Linked DNA regions of Mus musculus: all the other regions are linked to region 3. A link is a contact called in public promoter capture Hi-C data. All regions are on one chromosome and are shown on one strand. Each heading gives the region's core, a stretch centred on a gene start, on an enhancer-like site or on the middle of the called end of the contact. The rest is flanking DNA. Distances are from core to core; before and after follow the strand shown. Region 1 has its middle 15 kb from the start of Gm4791. Region 2 has its middle 48 kb from the start of Gm40518. Region 3 holds the start of Cadm1 (cell adhesion molecule 1).

Region 1 (4,373 bases), core at 1,229-3,728, 550 kb after region 3:
CCATCTGGACAGGACAGTGAGGCTTAGTTAAATATAAGTTGCCTAATATTACTCTATAAGAGAGATCATGGCCTGGGTACAAACACAAGTCTATATAACCCAGGAACCCATGGAGTCAGGGGACAGAGAGCTCTACACACAATGAATTGGTAGGAATGATGCCTCCTGCAGGTGTATAGGGCTCAATCAAGACGGGAATTGTTTCATTATGGCTGGACCAGAGGGAAAGACTTGTCACAAAGTTGTTCTGCCATCTCTGCCTGTCCTTGCAAATGAATTCTTTATATAGATTAAGCAGAGGAGAGTGCACAGAGCATTTCCTATACTCCAAGATTGTGTGGTGCTGAGCTGGTGATCTCTGGACTTGAAGCCCTAGTGTGAGGAACAGGCTTCATGGGAAAGTAGGGCTGGAGACACCAGCTCTTACATTTACAGTAATCACTGTGTCCTTATAATGTGGTTATCATTGTCAGCGTCATGAGTGGTTTCATGCCAGCGCTATGATTGGAAGGGTACACTATCACCCATTTTCCCTAAATAATGACCTTGTAAATCTGCCAAGCAAAGGAATTAGAACTCTCCTCTTTCCTGGACTATTCGGACTGCATGTCTGAGTGACATGAAATGCTGATGTTGTGCACTTTAGGTGGACAGGGGAGGATGACATGCCACAGCATCCAGAAAAATAACAGCAGCAACAACAACTACAATAACAGCAGCAGCAGCAGCAACAGCAATAGCAACAACAACAACTGCAACAGTAACGGCAACAACAGCCACACCACCAACAGCTTCAGCAAGAACAACAGAACAACAGCAATAATAATAACAGCAACAGCAGCAGCAATTACAACAGAAACAGCAACACAGCAACAACTACAAAAACAACAGCAACAGCAAAAACAAAAGACAGCAGCATCTTATATTTTGACTCTGAAATATAGTAAAAGTTCTGACTTAATTGTTCAATTAGAAAAGTAAGTAGTGGTTGAGTTTTCAGAGGAAATTAGTGTCATGGTTGTATGTAATGCTTCCTGACACCTGAGTTTAATTCTCAGTTCCCCTCTACCCAAGCTAGATAACCTTGGACAACATTCAACTCCTGGACTTCAGATAACTCATCTCTAAAATGTGGGCCACTATAGAATCCTTATTGGGGGTGTTCTGGGGATTTGAACTAACACGTACACAATGCTTGGAGTAGTGTGTAACTAGGATAGGACATTTCATGAGCCTTTCCATTGTTCACGTATTCTGAAGCAAGCATTAGGAAGTGTCAAAATGAACCTGGTATCATCCTGTCATCCTGGTCCTGAATATGCTCTCAAACAACCCATATCTTAGATGGGATCCAGGGCTATTCTGCAAAGTGAGTAAACACTAGAGACAGAGCTCAGACCCAACAGGAAAGAGCAGGGAGACATGGTGGAGCGGCTCTGCCAGTTTGTTATTACTAAGTAGCAAAGAGATTAATGGGGGCTGGGCCAGTACCAAATGGTGACCAAGACACATGGCTATATGAAAACTCATGATCAACCCTAAAGCACGCTCCTGTGATGGTCAGACTTGAATGTCAACTTTACTGGACTTGGAGTCACCTTGGAAACACATCTTTTAACCAAGGAGAGAAGACCCAGTGGGTTGGGGGCAGAGATGAAGTAGGAGGAAAGTTAGGTGAGGACCAGCATTAATTTCACACCACTTCCTCATTGCAAATGCAGTGTGACCAGCTGCCTCACATTCATGTTGATGTGCCTTCCCCCACCCTGGTAGAGTGCACACTCACAGTAGGAACCCAAAGGAACCCTGTCATTCTCTAACTTGGTCAGATATTTTTCTCAAAGCAACAAGAAAACTAACGAATACTCTCTCTGTTGTTCTGTATCTCTTTCCTTCCTCCTGCATCCTTCCATCCCTCTCACACTTTGTTTTCTGGTTGGGTACCACTTCTGGAATTCCATTACAATCCCTTTTGTACCCTCCAAACACTGCATCTTGCGTTTCCAACACAGTCTCACGAGCCCGGAGACTCATTTGCCTTTTCTTCTTTTTAGAAGGTGGACAGATAATTCAGCTAGAGATGGAGAACGGGGGTGCAGGCAGAAATCACCCTCGGGTTCTAAGACAGGCTGTTAAGGAAGATTAGAGGCCTGCAAGGAATACACTTGCCACCCTGTTGGAAGAACATGAAGAAAAGAGATTTTATTTTCCCCCTCCTCCTTTAGCAAAAAGCTTTTAAAATAAACAGCTGACGGTGTCTCTTATTTGAGTAATTCTTCACTGCTTATAAATGTGTCACTCTAGACTACTTTATTTAGAGTTCTTAAAAAAAAATCCTGAGTACTCCCAGAGAGAGCTGAGCAGCCCTTGAGGGAGTAAGGTCCCTCCTGATGCCCAGGCTCAGACATTCATATATTCTCCCATAATCTGATCTAGCTTATAAAAATATTTTTTTATAAAAACGAGCAAGAGAGACAGCTGGTTCTCCCACACAGCTGACATTTCCCTTTATGCCTGGTTTAACTTTTCTATGACAGGCTGGGTTCACTCCACTGGAGAATTTTTCCCTTCAAATGAGCTTCGTGTTTTATGTTTGAATTTTTTTTTCTTTAGACAAACCTGGTAATTTCTCAAGTTAAAGTGTGTACACTTTAAGCACTTGAGAAGTTCAAGGATCCATTTGATTGGCACATGAGTCTGAGGTTACTCATGCCAAAGTCCCTGAGTCTAACTGCACTCTACAAATATTAAAAAGCAACTAGGATATTTTAACGTGTTCTAAGTGAACACATGCGTACACATACCCAAAAATGTCAGTTTTCTAAATAATTGATTAGCTGCTGTGACCACACCTGCCTGCACCAGGTAGCCTGTTGTGGAGTGGGAAGGAGAGATAGGGCTGACTCTTTGTTTCTTTTCTCCTCCCAGAGGGGTGACAGGTTCTTCCCCTGAGTGCTGATAGCCACTGGGCCCTTTCTGCCTCGTTGGCATTTATACTTACATGGTGTCTTGGAAACAGGTAGGATTTAGAAGCTGAGATCCAGATGAATCTGACCTGTCTCTATGGACTGAGTCACCTTCGGATATTTAATTGGCCTCAATGTGTATGTCATTGCCACCTCTAGAAAGCAACAAACAAGGACATGCATGGGCTTCAGTAAGAGGAGCGGTGTGTGTGTAGGCATTGGGTAAGGATTCCATCTCAGAAACATTTTGCTGGTTTACAGTGGCTAGAAAATAACTATATATAAAATCTAGGGGGGAGAAGAGGATGTTCAAGGTTTTAAAAATAAGTGTTTGAGGGGATGGATATAGGTAGCCAAATTCAAGCAGTGTATGTAATCTATAAATTAAGTTTTCTAAATAATTACAGAAAAGCATCACATTGCACCCCATCAATACATACAGTCTTCTATGTTTATGTCTCAAGTTGAAACAAACAACATAAATTTTAAATGATGACAGAACAGAATCAGAATAGTAAGAAGCCTGATCACTTTGCAGCTGGTCCACTCTGGAGCCACTCTAGTGTGGCCTAGCCAGGGAAGAGTGCAGACTTCTAATGCTCACTGAACTCTGCAGTCCAGAGAACATCTTTGTTCAGGGTATGGGGCCATAGACAAAAAACTTTCCCCCCACATTCCCTCCTTTAACCCATATGCTCTAAAGGCCAGAGACATAGATGGACCACCAGAGCTTTGTTCCTGTCTCACACTGTGTGTGCCTCTTGAGCTGGGTACAGTAGGGCCACATCAGGAATGCTACCCACAAATAATGAATGCTACCCACAAATCACTAGTTTGCTCAGGGACCAGCAGAGTTAACATTGCCTAGTTGCTTCTTCCATTGTAGCTTCTTAATCCTTGCTTGGCACCTGCTGAGCCATGATTTGCATATTCAGACCCTAGGGAGTTGAGATGGACCGTGTTGGGGACCAAGCACAGTGATCCAACCTGGGTTTTAGCAGCTGAGAAACTTTTGACCCTTTGTGTCTCCAGGTTGGGGGCTAGACCACTTACCACCATAAAGTGATACCCGTCCTGGTAGTTTCATGGTACGGAATCTCTACACTTTCTGTTTGGCTCTAACAATTCTCAAACGCAGTATGGGTAGAACTGGATAGTGATGTCATCAGGTCCAAGTTCAAGTTCAGCTGAATTCTACACTAATAGTCTAAGGGTATTGCAGATTGAAGACACCTTGCCAGAAATTTTCTGCCTAAAATGGGCTAATACCTGAAAGTTTTCAACACAATGACACAAGTAGAAAATTCCACAACCAACCTCGTGTGACAGGTAACAGATGGAAATGCAGGCATTCCCAAAATGTTGTGTAAAATTACCTTCAGCTTACGCGTATAGGGTATTCATGAG
Region 2 (4,489 bases), core at 466-2,965, 580 kb before region 3:
TCATTATCCGTCACAAGGAAGGACAACACTAAAACAAATCATGCCATTGGTATAAGTGAACCTGTTTCCAAAACTGTCTTAGAGTAGCTCCAAGGCCTCCTGGGTTCGGGCGTCCAGATGCTCTTAAATTTCCTGGTCAGATCCTTCTCCAAGGCTCCAGCTTAACCTTTTGTTCTTTGTTTTACACTTCGTGAGAAAGATGAAAAATACCTGCGCGCACTTCGTTCTCTCCAGCGCCTTTTGCTGCCTCTTCAGACCTGAAGACTTGACTGAGTTCCATTTTAGTCTCCTCTCCTTGAGTCTTCCACAGGAATACTTCCTCATTGCTTTCCCTTGCATTACTCCTTCTGGCTCTCCACTAGTTTACTGTACCTTGGACTCAGTCATACCTTCCCTCAAGTGAGTAGCTCACATCCAGCTCGCTGCAGAGACAGTAGGTGCCAACCCTCTGCGCAGATGGGCAGTGCTGGACGAGGAACAAGGGAGAAACTAAGATGCTAAAGGCAAGAAAGCACCACTCCTCTGGAAGAAGGCGAGAGCTGGGCATCCACCGGAGCAAGGGATACTTACTTGGCTGTAGGGATGCATAAGGAGCAGATACAATCAGCAGAAGAGAGACAGAATGGAGAAAGCCAGGGAAGGGAGAGGGCCATGAAACAGGACAAGAGGAAAGTAAAAAGTATGGGGAGGTAGAAATGAGTGAGGCAGCAGAAGATCCAGAACCATAAAGAGAAAGTCCGAGAAGAAAGCAAGGAGGAAGACGCCAGGGTGAGCCCTTTGAAGGCTCAGGAAATCCACAGAAAGAAAAGGAAGAAGCAGAGGCAAGTGCCCAAACACTGAGAAGAGAGGGAGGGAGGACGTAGAGGGGGTGGAGGAGGGAGGGAGAGGGAGTTTCAGGACAGCACCTGTAGGGACGGCAGGTGGTCTGATGAAGAAGAAGAAGGAGATGGGAGTGATAGGGGAATTGGAAAAGTAAGGGAGGCATGACATTGAGCAAAAAGAGAGAGAGAAGGGGGTGCAAAGAGAGGAGAAGGAGGATAGAGGGGGGAGGGGGAGACTCAAAGCACGGAGTCAGCTCGGGAAGTGGAGTGGGTCCTGGATGCTGAACTTTGGCCAACATCTGGACCTGTTATCTTGCTCTCCATTTTTCACCATCACTAAGACAAGATGAGAAAGCTCGGCTTTAGCGTTTCTTCATCATAGAATGAGAATGTCCCACTCTGGTCTGTACCAAGGGTAACTCTGAGTTTCTAAGTGAGCCTAATGCAGTTAGAAAAAGTCAGAGAGGGAGGCAGGGCTGGGAAGAGGCACCATTAGGATAGGAGCTAATTGCTTACTGACACCCTGCTGAGCTGGAGGAGACACTTCCTTATATATTACTGTCATTTCTTGGGAAAAGCCTCAATGCCAAGTGTGGCCATCTATTGCCTGGGGGGGGGGTTGGTTCCAGGACTAGGCTGCCAGCTTGAAGAACCTTCATTTCAGCTCCTTTGCCCTCCTCAATGCCTGGTCAGAGATCTGCCTTGCCTGTGACCTCACACAGGCGCTCCCTGCCTGTGCAGACAAATCAACAACTTCAGACTCCCTCTAAGAAGCTGGGGTCAAGCGGGATGACTGGGGAGAGAGGCCAAGGCTCCCAGTCCCCAGTCAGTGCACTCCACAGGAACCCTCACCACAGCCAACAGCTTGCTCTTGGACATGATGGGGGTGGCACACTCGGGAAGAGGGACGGAGTGAGGCCAAGGAGATGGTGGCATGCTCCACTGCACCTCTCCCCAGAATGCAATGTGACACCAGGCATCAGGAGATGGCAGCGAAAGTTCAAGGGAAAAACACACAGTTATTTATGGCTCTGGCATCTGTTGTCAGATCAGAAACAGAGACCTAATCTAAGGCAAATCCAGCAGCCTGTACCAGAGCAGATGGGGAGGTGTGTGCACTGCTCAGTCCTGTTCCACTCTCAATTTATTATTATTCCTCATCTCCAGATTCCCATCTCCGAAGCAGACAGTTTTCCCGGGCCACAATGCCAGCAATCCCGACTGGGTGGACAGGCAGCTGAGAGTTTCTTTCTGCTGATGGGTGGTGGGTACTTATTCTCAGTGTGTGGCTTGGAGCCTTCTGTGCTAGAAGAGAGGTTATGAGAAGATGTACAAAGGAGATGAGAGGTGTGTGTGTGTGTGTGTGTGTGTGTGTGTGTGTGTGTATGTGTATTTTGGTGGGTGCGAGGAGGATAGTCAAAGTAAGCCACAGGCTGAATAGCAACAGGGTTGGCCTAAAGTCAATAGATTAAAGGGTCCATCCGTCTACTGTCCTGGTGTACGATGACCTTGAGCCAGTTTTATCTTTCTGGACGTTCCTGAGATTGTGTTCCTCCTCCTCTTCTTCCTTCTGCCTCCTCTTCTTCTTCTTCTTTTAATGTATTTTTTAAGGTAGGCTTTCTCTGTCTGTATGTTCATCTACATGCCAGAAGAGGGCATCAGATCCCTTTGTATATGGTTGTGAGCCACCACATGGTTGCTGGGAATGGAACTCAGGACCTCTGGAAGAACAACCAGTGCCTTTAACTGATGAGCCATCTCACCAGCCCCATTCATTCTTCAGATCACACACACACACACACACACACACACACACACACACACACACACAGAGAGAGAGAGAGAGAGAGAGAGAGAGAGAGAATGCTAGCTCAGAATAAATGTGCAGAGCATGAACTCTGGACTCAGTAGTTATGGATACAAGTTTTAATTTTTCAAGAACCAGCCTAGTCATCAAAAACACACATCCCCCCAGTGGGTCTCCCTTGTCACAAAGGGATAGGTGAGTTTATTAGATATTTCCCTCCTCTTATGACCCCACAGTTCCACTGGAAGAAGCCCTGAAACATCACAGGCAGCATCATGAAACTAGCTTGGAGAATCAGATGAGGCCACAGTCCACCTGAGGTCAGTCGTGATCTTGACCATGACTGAATGAATAGAGCTGACATCTAACCATGGTTCCTGGGCCATTGAGCGCGCTTTCAGGACTCAAGGAAGCAGACCTGCCACCCCGAGACACTTACCTATGTCACAAAAACCTCTCACAATAGAACTTGCCTGGTTGGAGATCATGAGGAAAGGGATAAATCCAGACAATGTTTGGTGGCCTTGACATGAATCTCTAGGCTTCTGTAGACTAGACAGACATGGGGGATTTTTTTTTAAAAAGTATTTTTGAGAGACTTTATTTATTTTTATTTTTTATGTGTTTGAGTGCTTGTCTGCATGTGTGTCTGTGCACTTTATGCATACAGTGCCCATAGAGGCAAGAAGAGGGTATTGTATCCTCTGGAACAGTAGCTGTAGACAGATGTGGGTTATATTATTATTATTATTATTATTATTATTATTATTATTATTATTATTAAAGAAGGCACCATAATCCCAAGAGACACCTTATTCTTCTCATTTGAAAGGAAACATCTAATTCCATGTGTTACACTAAACTGAAGAATTCCACCCTCTGTCCTGCCATTTACACGTTGGTCTGCATGTCTCAGAGGCAGTGACTCAGTAAGACTCACGGCAGAGGTCAAGGGACTTAGCCACCCGCAGAGCAGGACAAATAGACTTTCCTTTACCTGACTGCACATTTGCTGAGAGCCCCTGGCCCCAGGAGGGCTATACACATGAAAACTAGGCAGTCTGATGTTGTAAGGCAGTCTGATGTTGTAATCATGGTAAATACAGACCTGGAGTGAGGCTGCGGGTAGACAGATGTTTTGATTGCCTAGACACAGGTGCCTGTCGCCAGTGCCTGAGTGTGGCTGGGTGATGGAGAATCCACCTAACAGCTCAGCTCCCATTCCCAGGGGCTGTCAGCTGCACCTCACCTGGGCATTCTTCACTCCTGCTCACCCAGGTAATCAGAAAGGCCTGGAGGCTGCTGATGGTTAATTAGCATTTGCTAGAGACTAGGCAAGACCCCACCCCTCCCCAGGCTTTCTTCCATCCCTGGCGTACCTCTCTCGAAAGGAGGGAAAGGACAGGATTGGATGTCTCTAAGTAAGGCCTGCCAGGGAAGTCTCTGGGGCACTTATGTTGAGACCACCAGAGATCTGCCCCCACAGCTGAGCCAGAACCCCTGAGCAAGGAGAGCCAGAGAGAGCCAGCTTCCACCCCCACCCCACCCCCAGGCTGCTAAGCAGAAGCCTCCGAGGAAGGCAGCAACCGCATCTGGCAAGATGATGCGGTGGCCCATTTCCTCCAGCCCTGGCAGGCTCTGCCTGCAGCCTGAGTCTCAGCAGTTGATTTTGTCTCTGTGTTGGCACCTGTTTACCGCTTACACCAACTAATGTCTGTCAGTGGACTCATTATCATCAAGGATCTGAAATTAAGAAATTATGAATGTGTAGACACTTCTGTTCTCATCCTAATGGTTTGTTTGTTGTTTAATGGTTTGTTTATTTTATCGATGGCATCTGTCCTCATTGGAATGTTACAAA
Region 3 (4,755 bases), core at 769-3,268:
TTACCCAGCCTTTACTCACGCTCACGTTTAACTGACACTGGCGCTTTTTACAATGCAGCACGAGGGATCTCTTTCGGGAACACTCTATCGAACCCTTCCAGTCAGTGGCATCACCAGAAATTAAGTTGTAACCACACCGGCTTCGGTTAAACCTAATTATCTTGTAACTCATAAATTAAGAATTCACAGAAGAAAAACATATAAACATCCGGAGACAGAACGTAGCATGGAAGACAAAATTCTCAAGCTGGAATGGAAGGTGCTGCCAGGATCCCACCCTTAGAACCTCAATTGGTTCTTCAAGCCGAGTTCCTCCGCAAGCCTATTTTATAATGGGGGTGGGGGTGTCAAATCAACCAACCTGGCATCCCCTAAAATCCGAAGCTAGCACTCCCAAGCACCCCCACCCACCCCCCAACAGCACGTCTCCTGCGGTGTTTACATAACTATGTGTCCTCTAGCGTGTAAACAAAAGACACAACCCAAGCAGAAAGGCGCCCCCGGAACCGCAGGCTGGCTGGCCCAGCGCTGCATCCTCCCGGGCTGGGGGCTCCGCAGGTGGGGGATGAGCTCGCAGCATCCTCCACCACTTGTTGCTCCCAGGTCCTGCAGCTCGGAGCTGCGAGGGGTTTTGCAGGCACAGAGCCCTAGCGCATCCCCTCGCGCAGAAGCCCTCTCGCCACCGCCCGGTGCAGCTCGGTCCCGCCGGTCGCCAGGAGGCAGCGGCAGGCGGTACAGCAGCACGGGGACACCGTGCGGCGGGCAAGAGCGGCGAGGTGGCGGGAAGGCGGTCGCAGCGCGGCCGGCCTCTCCGGTGGGGAAGAGCTCCGGCTCCCTTTTGTTAGCAAATGCAAACACTGCCCTCTTCTTTCGCGACCGCGCCAACGCGCCCCGCACCGGGGCAGCCACACGCGGGGCTCCTGCCAAGCGCTCGGCGTCTTCAGGGAAGGCGCGGCGCTCGCCGAGCCGCCGCCACCCGGGCAGATTCTCAAGACGGCCGGCCACGCGGGGAGCGCCCCGAGGCCCGCAGGGCGCACGCCGGGCCGCAGAGGCCGCGAACGCCCCCGCCACCACCTGCGGGCCGCTTGCCCGAAGGACGCGCAGCCGGGAAATCCCGGATCCCCACTCGCGGCAGAGGCCTCGGTGGCGCGGACAACCTGCGGGCTCCAAGAGCCCTCCTGCAGCGGCGGCGACGAGCGGCCGCCCCCGAGCCGGGAACTTTCCCTGCCTGGATTCCAGCCAAGCCGACCCGCAGCCTAGCGGAGGGGGCCGAGGGGCAGCGTTCGGCTGGAGGGAAACACGAGAGGCGTGCAGAGCTCTCGGGCGGGGGACCTGGCTGCAGAGCGCGGGCAAGCCGGGAAGAGGACACGACGGTGGGGATGTCCTGGGGACCCGCGAAGGAGAAAGCTTCGGGGAATGGAGAATCGATCGGGGGGGCGAGCTGGAACGGAGGGGGCGAAAGCTTAGCCCAGGGACACAGGAGGACCTGCAAGTTCCAGGGACGAGAGCGAGTTTCGGAGGGTCCGGAAGGTTCGGGGCGCCTCCGAGGGCTCCCCTTCCCCCCACGCGCTAGCCCCCGGCCCCGAGCCCACTCCACTCAGCACCCCGCGCTACGCCAGGAAGAAGAGGTGTGGGTGCAGCCATCCCTGAGGGCGCCCATCCGCAGCCGGCGGATAGGAGAGAAGGGGCGCCGACCCCTCGGCCCCTTCCATCGCAGCCCCGACTTTCCTTGCCACGCTCCCGCCGCTTTGGATTTAGGAAGTGGGGGAAGGTTGTCATGGAAACGTCCCCCCTTCCATAGCTACGGCTCCTGGGGGTGCCCGGGGGGGTTTTCGGGACCAATCCGCGGGTGCCCACAACCTACCTGTGGGGATCAGTGCCGCGGCCGAAAGGAGCAACAGCAGGAGCCGGAGCCGGAGCCCTGGAGGCGCCGCCGCCGCCGCCACAGCCGCTGCCGCCGCACACTGGGATCCGCTCGGCAGCACAGCACTCGCCATGTCGGGCACCTGCCTCAGACTGGCGGCGGTGGCTGCCTCCCGAGCCCGAGCGGACAGCTAATGAGATGCTAATGAGATGCGCTGGAGGCGGAGTCAGGAGCGACCAATCGTGGCACCTCGAGCCCAACCCGGCTCTCCGAGAACTAGCCCCCTCCCCCACCCCGCCCCCTGGCGCTAGCGTTCGGCCGCGCGCCCGCGCCACCTAGGGGCGGGGCCGAGGGGCGGGGCCTATGCAAATATGTTTACGTTAAAATTCGGCCTCGCTTCCCCGAAGGAGGAGAACCTGTACTGGCCCGCGTCCGGCTCGGTGGCTGGGGAGGGGGTTGCGGCTTCAGGAGGCGGGTCTCTCGCTTTCGTGCACCTTTACTAGGAACCTTTACGCCACTCGCCGCGGCGGACTCCTGGTCGGAGAGTCTGACCGCGAGATTCCTGGGCCGGGGCACTGCGTGGGCATCGGCCTATCGAAGTCATACGTTACAAAATTTCCTTTCCCTCACCTTGCACGAAGGAATAAGATCTTTGGGAAACCCGGGAGTGGAGAGTGCGAATGCAGGTCCCCGGATTGACAAAACAATCTGAGAGAAGTGCATGCGTGCTTTGCACGTCCGGCGGAGCAGGAGAGCCCGCTCAACAGCCTAGCGGCAGACTAGGGGATAGTTGGAAGACTGAAGCTGTGGAGTCGGGGTTCTGGGATTTTCAAGTGGATGTTTGGCTGTAGATTCTGGGGAAAGGTAAATCAAGGTGGGTGTGCTCAGGCTTCCCAGCTTGTTGGAAGTGTCCTTCCCATGTTTAGTAGATTATAGCATATAAGTAATATGGAATATTTAAGATTACACGCACACAAAAGCAAAAAAAAAAAAAATCTACCGGTCAGGGTCGTGGGGAAGGGAATGTAGGGAACCGAGGCAGTGATAGAGTCAGTCGAGTTCCTCTTCCAGGGCTCGGTTCAATTCCCTTCTCTCCTATGCTTCCAGTCCTTTCTAAGGCATCTAGAGACCAACAGGTCCTCACTTTAGTTGTGTCTCAGAGAGGTTCTCCCGCTGACGGGACTTGCATGCATCTCTGGACACACTTCCTCCCTCCCCGAAATTATCTTTGATTTCTTTTCAACAAGGCAGCCGGCTCTCTTGTTTGTCTGCCTTTTAATTACTTATTTTCTTTCCCTCTAGAAGACCGTGTGTGCTCTGACCCTCTGTTGCTCAAGCATCAAATTGAAGGACGAGCCGTATTAAGTGTAAAGGTTTATAATAATTTAAGTATTCATAGAATGCAGAACAATAAGATGTAGGAAATACAATTTGCATAATAAATATCAATATCACAACAGCTAAAACAAACCATGACAAATTATATGTGGCTAAATGACCAAGAGATTACTGAATGTAAATTGCTGAATCTGAACTATAGTCTAGAAGAGCTGTACCAAGCCCTCTGTCCTCATGTTGCAAATAAATTAAAAATAAATAAATAAATATCAAAAGGAAGTTAAGATCGGCCAACCCATCAAATGAGTTACACATTAAAGCAGCCTCATATTATCCATTATGCATAAACTAATTTTCGAAACTGCCCTGTCTCCACATCCCTGGATCTTCTGCTCTGTAATTACAGGCCCCAATGCACGAACTGCAAGCAGTCCTCCAGAAGTGGAGAAAGCTCCAGTAGGCAAATCACAGTATACGAGGCAGAAAACCAACACCATGTGACCGCCAGGATAATGCCCAGTCTGCAAAAGCCAGAAGTGAAACTACCTAGATTAGACGTGATACAAAGCAGATTTCTACCAAAATCAGAATGAAAAACTCAGAGACTGTTTATTCTGACAACAGGACAGGACGGACTGCAAAGTCAGATCCTATATGTCAGCCACAACAGTACAGAGCCGGACACTCAACAATATTCACTATTCTTTATAGTACTGCTACTATAAAGACCTTGAGCTGATATCAAGTTTATAGTTAACAAAGGACTATTGTGACCTTGAGTTCTTATCAAGAAATTCTTGTGCACAATCTTCTTTAGTCTCTGAAACTACCTTCAAAATTGATACTATTTATTTTCCCCATTTTTTTAAATATAGCATGGTTAGAAAAATTAAGCACCAGCCTTTTAAAAAAAATCACAATTTCTAATTGCAGACAGAGAGGCAGAGCCTTCACAACTAACCACGATGCTGCACTGTGCCTCAATAAATATGTGTTAAGTGAAGGAATACATTTCACATCATGATGCATGAATAATAAGCAAAGGAGAGCTGTATTTTTAACATAAGGTGAAAATATGCCAGCAACCCAGAAACGTTTTTTGAAAATAACAGGATTGCAGCAGACTCCTAAGGAAAAGCATTGCTCCTGAGGCTGAGGCTCCAAGAGAATCTAGCCAGGCCCGAGTCCTCCCACTCTCAGCACGCAGTATGGGGGACATTGGAAGATGTGGAGTGTTTTCGTCTCCCTTCATTCTCTTGGCACATCAAATGAACACCTACTCAAATTTCCAGTTGGCAAAGAACAACATGGGACATTTCTATAGGAAATGCCAATGCTGTGTGGCTTACCTCACTGGAAGAATGCAAACGCCTTTAAAAATTTCCTCAGAAATGCCACCTGCCATGGAGAAGTTGAGGAAGTTAGCCCATCCAGTTTTACCAGGTATGGAAACTGAGGACTGATAGCCTCTTCTTCCACACCAGGATCTTCCTGAGAACCAGAGGTGAGACTCCTGGACAGAGCAAGCTGTTGTTCCTCTATCCCCTAACCGT

The links. Promoter capture Hi-C pulls out the DNA fragments that hold promoters and counts their contacts.
Region 1: a contact with region 3 is called in a promoter capture Hi-C map of hippocampal neurons, with 6 times the contacts expected there. The contact joins the enhancer-like site here to the promoter of Cadm1 in region 3. A contact is called at or near these places in 2 of 39 promoter capture datasets (hippocampal neurons and neural stem cells), 1 of 484 Hi-C or Micro-C datasets (cortical neurons) and 5 of 115 datasets of contacts at active chromatin or transcription factors (VIP interneurons, embryonic forebrain, embryonic hindbrain and 2 more).
Region 2: a promoter capture Hi-C map of hippocampal neurons shows a contact between it and region 3, with 4 times the contacts expected there. The contact joins the enhancer-like site here to the promoter of Cadm1 in region 3. A contact is called at or near these places in 1 of 39 promoter capture datasets (hippocampal neurons), 1 of 484 Hi-C or Micro-C datasets (the N1E-115 cell line) and 6 of 115 datasets of contacts at active chromatin or transcription factors (embryonic forebrain, embryonic hindbrain, embryonic midbrain and 3 more).

Annotation. Positions count from the first base shown.
Region 1 is chr9:46,981,771-46,986,143 of GRCm38.p6, reverse strand. No RefSeq gene overlaps it. Among named protein-coding and RNA genes, the nearest start is that of Gm4791, 15 kb to the left of the region's middle. Within about 2 kb of position 2,478, at least 3 of the 459 cell types and tissues checked have an H3K27ac peak or open chromatin away from gene starts, as enhancers often do. A contact at or near this core is called in hippocampal neurons, where this site is marked.
Region 2 is chr9:48,108,922-48,113,410 of GRCm38.p6, reverse strand. No RefSeq gene overlaps it. Among named protein-coding and RNA genes, the nearest start is that of Gm40518, 48 kb to the left of the region's middle. Within about 2 kb of position 1,715, at least 8 of the 459 cell types and tissues checked have an H3K27ac peak or open chromatin away from gene starts, as enhancers often do. A contact at or near this core is called in the N1E-115 cell line and hippocampal neurons, where this site is marked.
Region 3 is chr9:47,527,615-47,532,369 of GRCm38.p6, reverse strand. Cadm1 (cell adhesion molecule 1) reads right to left here and starts at 2,018. Exons shown (of 11, transcript NM_207675.2): 1 at 1,865-2,018. The coding sequence starts at 1,997.